2 separate regions of the Mus musculus genome follow, and region 1 is linked to region 2. Evidence: chromatin contacts called from public HiChIP or PLAC-seq data. All regions are on one chromosome and are shown on one strand. Each heading gives the region's core, a stretch centred on a gene start, on an enhancer-like site or on the middle of the called end of the contact. The rest is flanking DNA. Distances are from core to core; before and after follow the strand shown.

What was found. HiChIP or PLAC-seq counts read pairs in DNA pulled down with a chosen protein or histone mark.
Region 1: an H3K27ac HiChIP or PLAC-seq map of embryonic stem cells shows a contact between it and region 2, with 5 read pairs. The contact joins the promoter of Lrrc14b here to the enhancer-like site in region 2. A contact is called at or near these places in 19 of 39 promoter capture datasets (the 3T3-L1 cell line, 3T3-L1-derived adipocytes, the C10 cell line and 11 more), 3 of 484 Hi-C or Micro-C datasets (the G1E-ER4 cell line, embryonic stem cells and nephron progenitors), 6 of 115 datasets of contacts at active chromatin or transcription factors (embryonic stem cells, epiblast stem cells and large pre-B cells) and 4 of 9 other capture datasets (adipose tissue, liver, macrophages and 1 more).

Annotation. Positions count from the first base shown.
Region 1 is chr13:74,361,632-74,368,509 of GRCm38.p6, reverse strand. It overlaps Lrrc14b (leucine rich repeat containing 14B), which reads left to right and starts at 4,510. Exons shown (of 2, transcript NM_001033042.3): 1 at 4,510-5,437. The coding sequence starts at 4,551. It also overlaps a transcript of Ccdc127 not described here.
Region 2 is chr13:74,428,143-74,434,466 of GRCm38.p6, reverse strand. It overlaps LOC115488130 (zinc finger protein 120-like), which reads left to right. Exons shown (of 2, transcript XM_030247499.1): 2 at 1-2,209. E430024I08Rik (a long non-coding RNA gene) reads left to right here. Exons shown (of 8, transcript XR_003950546.1): 8 at 1,056-2,243. Among named protein-coding and RNA genes, the nearest start is that of Gm41004, 15 kb to the right of the region's middle. Within about 2 kb of position 3,631, at least 2 of the 459 cell types and tissues checked have an H3K27ac peak or open chromatin away from gene starts, as enhancers often do. A contact at or near this core is called in embryonic stem cells and epiblast stem cells, where this site is marked.

The DNA of each region.
Region 1 (6,878 bases), core at 3,261-5,760, 67 kb after region 2:
ACAATATAATTCAGATATTTGGATTATTTCAGGTTTGATTATACCACTCAATTTTCCTCATTCATTCATTCATTCATTTACTTAACAACTTGATTGTAACCTCCCTCACACAGCTCTTCTCTTTATCTCCCTCCCCTTCACTTCTGAGAAGGAGGAGGTCACCTCAAGTCATTTCAGGATTATGTATATCCTCTCCCATTGAAGCTAGACAAGGCAGCTCATTTGAAGGAACAGGATCCACAGGCAGGTAACAGAGCCAGTGTAAGCCCCTGCTCCAGTTGTTGGGGGACTCATGAAGACCAAGCTGCACATCTGCTACATATGTTGTGGGGGGAGGCTAGGTCCTCTGGGAGCCCCCAAGTATCCAGGTTAGTTGGCTGTTGATCTTCTTGTGTGTCTGAAGTTCCTCAATCCTTCCCCCGACTCTGTCACATGACTTCTTGAGCTCCACCTAATGTTAGGCTGTGGGTCACTGCATCTGTCTGGTCAGCTGCTAGGTGGAGCCTGTCAGAGGATAGTTATGCTAGGTTCCTGTCTGCAACCTTGACAGTATGTGAATTAGTGAATAGTGTCAGGAATTGGTTCTTGCCCATGGGATGGATCTCAAGTTGAGCCCTCTATTGGTTGGCCACTCCCTCAATCTCTGTACCCTCTTTGTCCCTGCACCACTTGTAGGCAGGACAAATTCTGGGTTAAAGGTTTTGTGGGTTGGGTGGGAGTCCTGCATACAGGAGGTGGCCACTTCAGACTCCATATCTCTACTGTTGTGAGTCTCAGCTAGAGTCGCCCTCATAGACTCCCTGGAGCCTCCCCATCTCAGATCTGTGGTATGTCCTAGAGATTCACACCCCCCCCCCCAATTTCCATTCACTCTCCCAGCCCTTTCTCCCCAACTCTCCTTACACCTTATTCCCTGTACCCCATTCCCCTCCCCATTCCATCTCTCACCCAGTTTCTTCCCTCCATCTATTCTGTGGTAGATTGAATGTTCTTGGTTCAAGGAGTGGCACTATTAGGAGGTGTGGCCTTCTTGGAGGAAGTGTGTCACTGTGGGGGTTGGCTTTGAGATCCTCTTCTAGCTTCCTGGAAGACAATAGTCTTCTCCTGTTTGCCTTTAGTGGGTGGGGGCGATTCCAATATCTGTTGTCAGGATACCAGGTGCCTAGTTCAGTAATGTCAGGTTACCAAACATGAATCAGCAGCAGTGGTACAATCCAACAGAAACAGCCAGGCCTCCTCCCAATCTCCCAATCAGCAGGAGTAAGCAGGAGCGACCAAAACCAGAGGGACACCAGGAGAAGTTCTCTGCTATGCTTCTCTCAACAAAATGAAGATCAGCAAAGACATGAGACCAATGAAATGTTACAAGGCTAGCTATGTAGGCGCCCTGTTACTGTCAGTTGAGTCCTATTTACTCTCTCCAAACATCACATGTCCTCTCATGGATCTTTCCCCAGCAAAACACCACATGAGTCTACCTCAGCAAAACATCACATGAGTCTGCATCATATGACCCAAACTGAAACTTCCACTTCAGCTACTCATACTTCAGTAAATAGTCTTATACCTATATACACATTGGCAATGCTGGAACACATTAAATTGGAAGGAAATAGTTGAGATTAGGGTGGGGGTAGAAGAGGAATTGGGGCAGAGGGAATGAGGTGTGGACTGGATCAAAACACGTATGAATGTACAAGAATCATAATTTTTTTCTATTTCATTTTTTATTAGGTATTTTCCTCATTTACATTTCCAATGCTATCCCAAAAGTCCCCCACACCCTCCCCCCCACACTCCCCTACCCACCCATTCCCATTTTTTGGCCCTGGCATTCCCCTGTACTGGGGCATATAAAGTTTGCCTGTCCAATGGGCATCTCTTTCCAGTGATGGCCGACTAGGCCATCTTTTGATACATATGCAGCTAGAGTCAAGAGCTCCAGGGTACCGGTTAGTTCATAATGTTGCACCTACAGGGTTGCAGATCTCTTTAGCTCCTTGGATACTTTCTCTAGCTCCTCCATTGGGGGCCCTGTGATCCATCCAATAGTTGACTGTGAGCATCCACTTCTGTGTTTGCTAGGCCCCGGAAGAATCATAATTTTTAAAGAAAAGAAATAATCACAAAATTATCACAAATTCTCTTGGCTCAACCTTCTTTCACGCCAAGTAAGATAAAAATAGGAACATTCAGGGATTTTATGTATGGGAAGGCAGATGATTGAATTCATATTTTAACAGGGAAACATTGCTTATATTGATGAAGCAACAACGAGAGAAAGAAAGAGAGAGAGAGAGAGAGAGAGAGAGAGAGAGAGAGAGAGAGAGAGAGAGAGAGAGAGAGAGAGAGAAAGCTTTGCAAATCAAAACTTACTTGAATTGAGGAGAAATGCTAACTGTTCTTTAAATGTTAGTGTAAAGAGAAAGGGCGAGGTGACTTAGAAATTAAGCTCAAAAGAGGTTTCTTAGATTGGTATGAGGTACATCCCTATAATACCAGCACTTGGGAGACAGAGTCAGGAGGATTAGGGGTACAAATTTATATGGCAAGTTCTAGGCTACCCTGAGCTACATGAAACTCTGTATCAAAATAGAGAGAGAGAAAAAGCCACATTTCTCTTCAAGTTGAAATCTGCAGATTTCAAGTGAATGCTGGAGACTTGGGTTCAATTGCAATCAGAAATATGAAGTCATGAGAACTTACAGACAAAAAAAAAAAGAACATGAGTTTTGCAATACAACTTTATTTGAGAAGCAATCACAAAAAGAATCAATAAAAAAACAAACTTTATTACATAGGCAGATATATGATGCCAAATTATCCATTTCAGCGCCAACAAGGTGGTTTTGTAGGCACACGCCTTTGCTGCTTGACAACCAGAGTTAGATCCCCAGAACTCACATTATAAAAGGAAAGAATTACCGCATGCAAGCTGTCCTCTGACCTCCACATGCATACTGTGGCACACACATGCCTGTGCTTGGGTACACACACATACACATGTACACACACAAATAAGTGTAATAGTTTAAGTATCCATTTCACTTGTGAATTCCATAAGCATGGCAGGAAATTCAAGGTATTCCTGGAACATGTTAATTCACTATACATACTAATATTTCTAAACGTGTTTCAAAGTGATTCATACAGTAGTGAATTTAGACATAGATCAGTAATAACCTAGCCACATGTACTTCAAAGTTTATTCCTTAAAGGATAGACATTTGGTATCACTGGTCTTGGGCTCTTATTTAGCAGACATGGTAATACTTCAGAGGCTAAGATTGGGGAGGGGGCAAGGGGTGACATTAGGGCAAAATCCTGTCATGGATTACCTTCCATATAGATCCTACCCACCTAGCAGTGCTTGGGGCTCCACCATGGCAACGCATTCCCATCTCTGCCGATGGCAGGGTCTCTGGGAGAGATAAAGCTCTGTATTAGGAGGGAAAAAAGTCACACAGGAAAACTGGGGTACACCTGAGGACAGGACACTTTCCTGGAATGGCCACTGTGCCTCTTACCTCTCTCTTTCTCTATTATGACTCTCCTATAAAGCTGGCACCACGGGAACCTATGAGCTGCCCATTCCAGGTGATAGGGATGATGAAAGTGCAGGATTTAACCACTCAATACCTACCTATGCTAGGGCTGTGAACCCACAGCCTATAGGTACCTATAGGTACCTGCATTTATTTGCAGCATCACCTTCACTAGCCCATCTCTCCCCACCCTTTTAAAATTAGTTTTCTCCAACTGAGTGTCACTGGAAATACATATCACATTTATTTTTAGATTTGTTTATTTATGTATATGAGTACACTGCCACTCTCTTCAGACACACCAGAAGTGGGCATGGGATTCCATTACAGATGGTCATGAACCACTATGTGGTTGCTGGGAATTGAACGCTGGAACTCTGGAAGAGCACTCAGTGCTCTTAACCACGGAGCCATCTCTCCAGGCCCAGTCCGTATTCTTTTTCGGTGAAATTGTTTCTCCCACTTCTGCAATGAAGGATCTTGGGGATAAAAGATGATGCAGCTTCATGGCCAGTATTCTTAAAAGAGTTGTCTGAGATATCTACCCCACATTCCTGGCCCTTGCATTCCTGACTCCTAGGTATTAGGAAAAAGACCCCCTAGGTATTACCCAAAGACCACTGTTTCATCCATCCAAGTGCAGTTCAGGATTTTGCTTCCCTCAGATCTTTTGACTGGGATAGGCCCCATCTGGGCAGAATATCCATTTGTATTGTAAGCCTTAGGCTACTTGTGCAAGTATCTAGAGCCTCTTAGTGGTCCCACTTCGGACAACAAAATCAAGCAGCTCTGCTTTCACCAGCAGGGTGCCATAAGACAGACAGATGCCTCCACAGTTACTGCCAAACTGGTACCTAAGGACCAAAATAGCAGTCAGATGACCACAAGGGCCAGTTTACCACTTTCTGGGCTTGAGTCCAGAAGCAGCAGCAGCTATAAATAGCCACAACACTCGCACACTTTGGGAAGAACATCGGGGACAGCGCCACTCTGACCAGGGGCACGATGAGGTCGCTTCGTTTCATTTCTGCTGAAGCGTTAGTGTCCCACTCCCAGCTGGTCCAGGAGAACCTGGACAATATAGCCTACAACCTCTACCCACTTCTGTTCAAGGCCAGTTACCTGCTAGAGCAGGCAGATGTAACCCGTGCTCTGCTGAGTCACTGGCCACTGGAGGAGTTCCGGCTGGCTGTGCTACTGAGGCCAAACACTGACCACCCTGAAGACCTGCGTGATCGTGCCTGCAAGGCCTGCCTGGAGGCCTGTATGCAGGGCATAGCTGACCATGTGCTGAAAAGTGGGAGCAACCGCCTTCGGGTAGCTGATTTCACCGGCATCCAGGACGTACAGGTGCAGCAATGTCCTTGTGGGAGGGCACTAGGAAGGTGGGGCCGTACCAAGGTGCTGGCCAGGACCTGCTGCCAGCTCCAAGGACAGCCCTGTTCAGCTGGGCACCCCATTGAAGTCTTTGCTGACCTCTTTGTCACAGAAGGCAACTTTGACATGGTGGTGCAGGCCCTGAAGCCATTAGGCCCAGCACCTCTGCAGGTCTGTTGCCCTTCACTCCGGGCAGACAGCCTGAGCCCTGGGCAGCTCCTACAAGTTCTTGGCCTGGCTGGGCCAGGCAACCTTAGAAAGTTGGAGGTAGTACACAATGTCCGGCTGCATGCTGGCCATGTGCAGCAGCTGCTGACCCAGGTGGGCTTCCCTCAGCTGACCTCACTCACCTTGCCCACCAAGGCCTTCGATGCTCCCCCAACTTGTGCCCCAGATCCAGAGGGCGAGGATCTTCTCCTTACCTCTATTGCCTGGGAGCTCAGCCAGATGAACCAGCTCACTGAGCTAAGTGTGGCTTTCTCTACACTCACTGGGAAGATCCAAACATTGCTTAGGTAAGTCTCAGAGAATTGGGTACAGGGCCTGGTAAAGTATTCTGGAGTCACTGAGGAACAGGGATAGGATCTGTTTACACAATGTTCTCTGGGAATGTGTTGGTCAGACCAGCAAGAGTTAAGAGCCATTAGGAAAGAATCAGAACACTGATCCAGTTTGGAAGACGCCTTTCAATGAACAAAAACTCGGCCATGGGGCTTGCCCATAATCCCAGTGCTTGAGGTCAGCTACAAAGAGAGGCTTATTTCAACAAACAAAAACAAACACAAGAGCTGAGGGTATAGGGTAGTTGAGTGATAAAGCACTAGCAGGGTTGTGCTGGAATGGCAGCTCTCATCCAGACAGACCACACCAGGCCAATGCAGTTCCATGTGGCAGAGGTTTATTGGGGTGGGTTGGGGTGGACAGAGACAAAGGGAGAAAAGAGAGAAAGAAGGGCCAAAGGTCAGGAAGGGTCTACCTTTTATTTAGGCTCACAGGTAAGGGTGGGAAATGGACTCTGGGAATGTGATTGCCATGGTAACAGATGTGCATGTCTCTGTTCCCTATGGGTGACATCACTGGGTTCAGAGGCAATCTGGCAAGCTGGTTCCTGATACCAACGAGCAGGACCCTAGTTTTAGTTCTCAGCATCAGAGAGGGAGGGAGGAGGAGGTAGAAGGAAGAAGACATGAGAAAGAGGAACTAGAAAGTAAACAACACAAAAGTCACAACCAGATCTTCTACTGACTAGTGTTGTATAACGAATTACCCAATATTTAGTGTCTTAAAACATTTTCCCAGGATAGGAATGGGAAGGTAGTTTAGCATAGTGAGAACCTTGTCAGCAGTTTAGCTGGATTGCCACACCTGAAATCCTGGTACTGCAATCTCCTCCTTAGCAACTGTACTATGAAGAAGGGTAGTAGGGTAGCTGCCAGTTAGTTCTGAAGTCAGGGTAGTTTCATGTGGAGAGTACTGTCCCAATAATAGGTTATCATTTATGGGCAAGTAGTGGAGAGGCAGCAAGAACAAGTTAGTAAGTAGGGACAGAACAAGACCCCACCACATACTGTCTTGTTTAATAAGGGCAGTGAAGGGTGTGTTCCCAGAAAGGTCCAGGGTGCCAGAAAATGTATATTCTCATGACCCCTGGGTGGAGAAGTTATTTCAGACACACCTCCCCACAGAGGATACTGGCTGAATAGTGAATTCAGGGTTATGGAGGCCACATTCAGGCTGCTGGACTTCCTTCTCAGCCCTGAAAACCATTACTGGTCCTATTGTCATCAGAGTGGCAGCACTCTCTTTCAAGCTAATTCTATCCTTTGCTGTTCTCACAGTCAATATTCTGATGGTTCTGAGATCAGGTGCATAACTTCTCTACCTAACTTGAAAGGTGGTGTTGGTCCATTTTAGGTTCAATTACTGACTGCTCAACAGGCCCAGCAGCTGTAGACT
Region 2 (6,324 bases), core at 2,382-4,881:
TAGGAGATGAGCTTCAAGCAGATCTCTGAGTTCAAGTCCATCCTGATACAGAACAAGTTAAAGGTGAAGAAAAGCTTAGGTCTAGTCCTGTGGATACAGAGCCTTGCAGATCTCTGAGTTCAAGGTCAATATATAGAGCAAGTTCCAGGACAGCCAAGCTGAGGCAGTAAAGGAGTTGGAGAACAGAAAACTGGTCATAATGTAATAGAAGAGGCCATGTCCCAGGCCCAGAAAGCAGCAGAACTCAGCAGCTTTGTCCCTGTGGCTCTGACTTTAGAGGTAAGAATAGAAGGGACTACTGGGAAAATTGAAGCTTGTTAGCTGTAGCTGAGAAATTAGAAGTGATGAAGAAGAGACCAGCATCACTGAGGTGAAATCTTCTAGGAAGTGTATTCTGAGAGGACAAAGAAACTCTGTTCCAGAGATAGCCAGAATTGTACCTTGTGTTGCAGCTGAACTTGGTCTCATGTAAGAATCACCCAGGTGGTACTGGTTTTGAAGGCATGACGGTGTCATGAGGAGCAGCTGAGGCTTGGACTCATGAAGGGAACATAAGTGACTAGGCTATCAGTGAAGCCTAGATGCAGAAGAACCCAACATATTGAAGATGCCAGTCCAATGGGATGAGCAGAAAGAACAACAGCAGTAAAGTGGAGTCAACCAGAGCTTAGAGCAATACAGAGGTCAGAGCTGGAGAAGTGACCTTATCTCTTTGGAGGATAGCAGAAGATCATGTGTGGATCCAAGACATTGGAACAAGAAACTGTAACACTGAGGTTACCTTGGAGACCCCAAGATCTTTGAGATGCCAGAGCTGTGGGGTACCTGCTCATGAAAACCAGCCAAAGAGAAAGAATTATGCTGCAGTGAACAAAGCAGAAAAGAGTTGGAGATCTGAAGAATGCTTTAACATCAGACATGGAGATGTAGTTTGGAGATTTCCAAGCTGGCTTTTGGTTTTGTTTTGGTCCAGTATTTCCTCATGACACTTAGGAATGGTGAAATATATCTTGTGAAGTTGGAAGTATATGATCTGTTTTTATTTTCTTTTTTAGGGGATTACAGTTACATGATTGGATGACTCTCAGAAGAGACTGTGACCTTTGGACTTTTAACATATTTGAGACTGGTATAGATGATGGGGACTTTTGAAGTTTGACCACATGTATTTTCCATTATGCCATGTTTAAGAATGGTTCCCATACATTCCTGTACTCCAACAAGCTTATGGGGCCAGTAAGTGGAATGTGGGAGTTTGAATTTGCTTGTCACAAGGAGTGGCTCTATTAAGAGGTGTGACCTTGTTGGAGGAAGTGGATATCTCTGGGGGTGGACTTTCAAGCTCCACCAAGTGCAAAACAGACCCTCCAATTCCCTCCCTGGAAGACAGTTTCTTCCTGGCTGCCTTTGGATCAAAATGCAGAACTTACAGCTCTTTCTCCAGCATCATGACTTCTTGCATGCTGCCATGCTTCCTGCTATGATGAAAAATGGACTAAACCTCTGAAACTGTAAGCCAGCCCCAATTAAAGGTTTGCTTTAATGAGAGTTGCCTTGGTCATGATGTCTATTCCTAGCAATGGCAACACTAAGACAGAAACCTTGGGAGTGTATTTAATATGGTGAAGCCTTTGCACAATTCTATAGGCTTCATCATCATGAAAGAATATGTACTAGAGCCAGACAGTGGTGGTGCATGCCTTTAATCCCAGCACTTGGGAGGAAGATGCAGGTGGACTTCTGAGTTCTCGGCCAGCCTGGTCTACTGAGTGAGTTCCAGGACAGCCTGGGCTATATAGAGAAACCCTGTCTCAAACAACCAAAAACAAAAACAAAAAACAAACCAACAAACAAAAGAATATGTACTGGAGAGAAACCTTTTGAATGTACTTACTATCGTTAAGGTTCTTCCTATGGTTAAGAAGGAATGACTTTGACAGATACAGTTCTCATTCTGTGTCTTTAGAACCTGAGCATCACACAGGAGTTCATGACAAGCTCATCTTTGGACCCTGTCTACATGTGTTAAATCAGAAGTTTTGCTCTTTGCAATGTGAAATCTGTATCATGCAGGAAACAAGCCCAGGTCACTTTATTATCTTGTATTAGTTCTCACGACTTTGCATTGAGGAATTACATTTTCCTGCTTACTTAATTCCAAAGGAGTTGTCTTGCTTCTCTTTAATGAAAACTAAACTCTGTTAAACAACTATATAAAAAATAAAAATACATATGTAACTTTATACAATATTGCTACATTAATTTTATATGAAACATATACAAAGTGATACATAAAAATGTTAAATGTCTAAATCCATTCTCCAAAGCAAAAATAAAAGGGTCACCATCTAAGTAAGCTTGGTTATTTGATAAGAAGAAAATGAAAATGAGTCACCTGTCATCCATTGCTATTGTCTTCGTTCATTGAGCTCAGTGGCCTCCTGAAGCACCCAGCTTGTCATCTACTAATGAGAAGTTAGGTTATTTTATATTTTATGCCACCATGAATCTAACTGTAACAAGCATGAGAATTCTGATTCTTCTTAAAAATTAATTTCAGGGGCTGGTGAGATGGCTCAGTGGGTAAGAGTACCCAACTGCTCTTCCAAAGGTCCGGAGTTCAAATCCCAGCAACCACATGGTGGCTCACAACCATCCGTAACAAGATCTGACGCCCTCTTCTGGTGTGTCGTGTCTGAAGGCAGCTACAGTGTACTTACATATAATAAATAAATAAATCTTTTTAAAAAATTAATTTCAAGTGCATGGAAAATGTATGGAGGTGATTTCTGGAATTCCTGGCAATTTTGTCATTTTATGAGAATTCTGTATACTGTAGACACATATAAACACGGTAGAATAAGAATGTATAGAGAACATGGTTTCCTGGTTTTGTTGTAGGTAATGATGTTGTATGGATACAGGTAATATGTCCAAATGCATCAGATACATACACTATTTACATGCCATTTACCTCAAGTATAACCATACAACACTGTTTCAACTAATTTTAGTTGATATCTGTTGTGGATAGCCCTGGTGTTGCTTGTATTTTGATGCTAATTCCGTTCTTCTGGGAGGAGGTGTGAACAAGCAAGGAATTACTCTCAGGTGACTTCTTGTGAACCTTCTCCCTTAATTTGTAAAATAAAAGCTAGAGCCAGTGACTGGGCAGGAGAAGGGAAGGTAGAGCTGTAAGGTTGAGAGAGAAGGAGGAGAAGAGAGGGCAATGGAGGAGCGGGTGGAAGGAAAGTGGAGCCGAAGCATGTGGCTCGGAGAAACTGCAAGGTAGAAGGGATCTCATAGATGGGGAAGATGGTAGTGTAGTGGTAGATGTGCCCAATATAGGCATGCAGCTTGTATTCATATTAATTGAGTTGTGTTTTCTTCATCCGGGCTTATTTGGGTTAGAGATTTACCGCAACAAAATAGTGCCCAACATATTGATTAGAACTCAACTCACCGGAGATAAAAGACCACTGCCCCTCAACCTCAAATATGGCTTGGGCAGTGATCTAGGCTGCAGCAGTGTTTATTGAAAGCCGACTGGGTTTGAGGGGCCTACAGAGAACAGCCAGGGGCAGCACCCCAGCCTGAAGCTGGGCTTGAGCAGTGCTGTGTAAGAATTGCAAGGAGGGACAGGTGACGCTGGAACACAACTGCCTGAGAGGTAGTTTTCAGGCAGACACAGTGAACTGATCTGGGCATCTGCCCAGGAGAGTCTTTTCTGTGTTCGCTTCCCTGTACCTCCACCCCCCAAGCCCCACTCCATATCTAGGACAGCCAGACTGGATCTCCAGACTGCTTGCTTGCACTGTGGGTTGCCTGAGATCAGCACACAAGCACACACTGCCAGCTGCAACCCAAACAGGGACACAGAAGATGCGGGTCTTTCTACACTCAGCCCCTCCTTGTAAATACAAGAATCAGGATACAAAGGTACAAAGGGCTCTGGACAAGGGAATAAATTGATACTTAAAGATGAGAAACATGGGCTGGAGAGAATGCTCAGCGGTTAAGAGCACTGACTGCTCTTCCAAAGGTCCTGAGTTCAAATCCCAACAACCATCCATAATGAGATCTGATGGCCTCTTCTGCTATGCCTGAAGACAGCTACCATATACTTAGATATAATAAATAAATCCTTAAAAAAAAGACAATAAATATCTTTTGGGCTTTTCGTAATGATATTTTGAATGGTTTGACAGGGATGGATTTAAAGGAAATACAGACCTTATTATTTACTGGTATTGCCATATTCTCTTAATTTACTATGTCTTCTAAAAAACAGAACCTTAGAAAAAAATTCCTTGTCTTAGAAAAGAGATTACAAGTAACACTACAACTAAAGATTGAGGATTTTATTGGGCAAAAGAAACAAAGTCTAGTGAATAATTTACTAAAGCTAGCAAATCAAAATAAGGCAGATGCTGCAATATTAGAATTACAACATAAAGAGAAGCAGGGCTTAGAACAGAAGACACAGGAATTATAGAACAGCATGAACAACAGAAAGAGAAGCTTAAGACGTGGCAATGTGGCCTAGAGGAAACACTAGAATTGAAGACACAGGAAATTGTAGATCAGAATAAGAGACAGAAACATGAAAATGAAGGTGGGAGACTAGAGGTGGAAAATATGCTAGAAGCAAGGATGCAGCAGCGCACAAATCAGACTGAGCAGCAGAGAGAAAATAATGATTGGGAGCAAGACTTGGAGAATAAACCTTTTAAAATGAATCAATCAAAACAAAATGGACAGCAGACTATCAGAATTGCAATATAAAGAAAAAGTCAAAATGTGGAGGCAGAACCTTCAACAGAGAACACAGGAACTCAAGGAACAGGAAGAGCAACAACAGAAGAGATAAGAAGCGTGGACACAGACATTAAGGGGGGAATTTAAAATTTCAATTAAGGAAAATACTCAGTTTAGAGACAGAAGATAAAATTAGAGAAAGCCAAACAAAGGTTATTAGAAAACAAACTTTAGTCTATCTGGTTAATATACAACAAGGACCAAACAGATGATGATTATCTACAGGGCTATTAGGAATTTGAATGGCAACCCGTGGATATGTTAGAACTGAAAAAATTGAAGGAAAATATCAATAATTTTGGAGTGCATTTGCCATTTGTAAAACAAATCCTGACTTCTTAGGCTGTTAAAAGTAGGATAATCCTCCAAGACTGGAAAGATATGGCAAGAGACATATTAGAACCTGCTACAAATTTACAGTGGTGCACATGATGGAGAGACGTGGTGAGGGAGATAATACGACAAACTAGAACCAGGGGTAGAGAGATTTCCACAGACCAACTGCTCTGAGATAGAGGTACAGGTTGTATATGATGAAGAAACTCTGGCATTGTGTTGATTGTCAGCCTTAAAGAACTGGAACAGTGTCGCAGAATCAGGGAAGAGTTGAACCATTAAGTCATACAAGGTCCAAAAGAAATCTTCCCTGATTTTTTTTTTTTTTTTACAAAGGCTAACATCAGCTGTGAAAAGGAGTATATCAGATTCAGCAGCAAGAAAGGCAATAATTGTGCTTTAACCTTTGAAAATGTAAATGCTAAATGCAGGGAAATAATCAGACCACTGCAGGCAAGGTCAGTATCTATACATGAGTGGATTAGATATACAGCTGATGTTGGATCTTGTTCACCTGATATGACTGTAATAGGAGAAGCTACCACTAGACACCTAGAAATGACCCAAGATTTCAAATGTTTAAATGTGGTGAGTGCACATGGTGGACTGAAATTAATAGAGGAGAAAGTAGGGAAAAGCCTCGAAGATATGGGCACAGGGGAAAAATTCCTAAACAGAACAGCAATGGCTTGTGCTGTAAGATCAAGAATGGACAAATGGGACCTCATAAAATTGCAAAGCTTCTGAAAGGCAAAAGACACTGTCAATAAGGCCACCAACAGATTGGGAAAGGATCTTTACCAATCCTAAATCTGATAGGGGACTAATATCCAATATATACAAAAAGCTCAAGAAGCTGGACTCCAGAAATTCAAATAACCCCATTAAAAATGGGGTTCAGAGCTAAACAAAGAATTCTCAACTGAGGAATACCAAATGGCTGAGAAGCACCTGAAAAAAAATGTTCAACATCCTTAATCATCAGGGAAATGCAAATCAAAACAACCTTGAGATTCCACCCCACACCAGTCATAATGGCTAAAATCAAAAATTCAGGTGACAGCAGATGCTGGTGAGGATGTGGAAAAAGAGGAACACTCCTCCACTGCTGGTGGGATTGCAAGCTTGTACAACCACTCTGGAAGTCAGTCTGGAGGTTCCTCAGAAAAT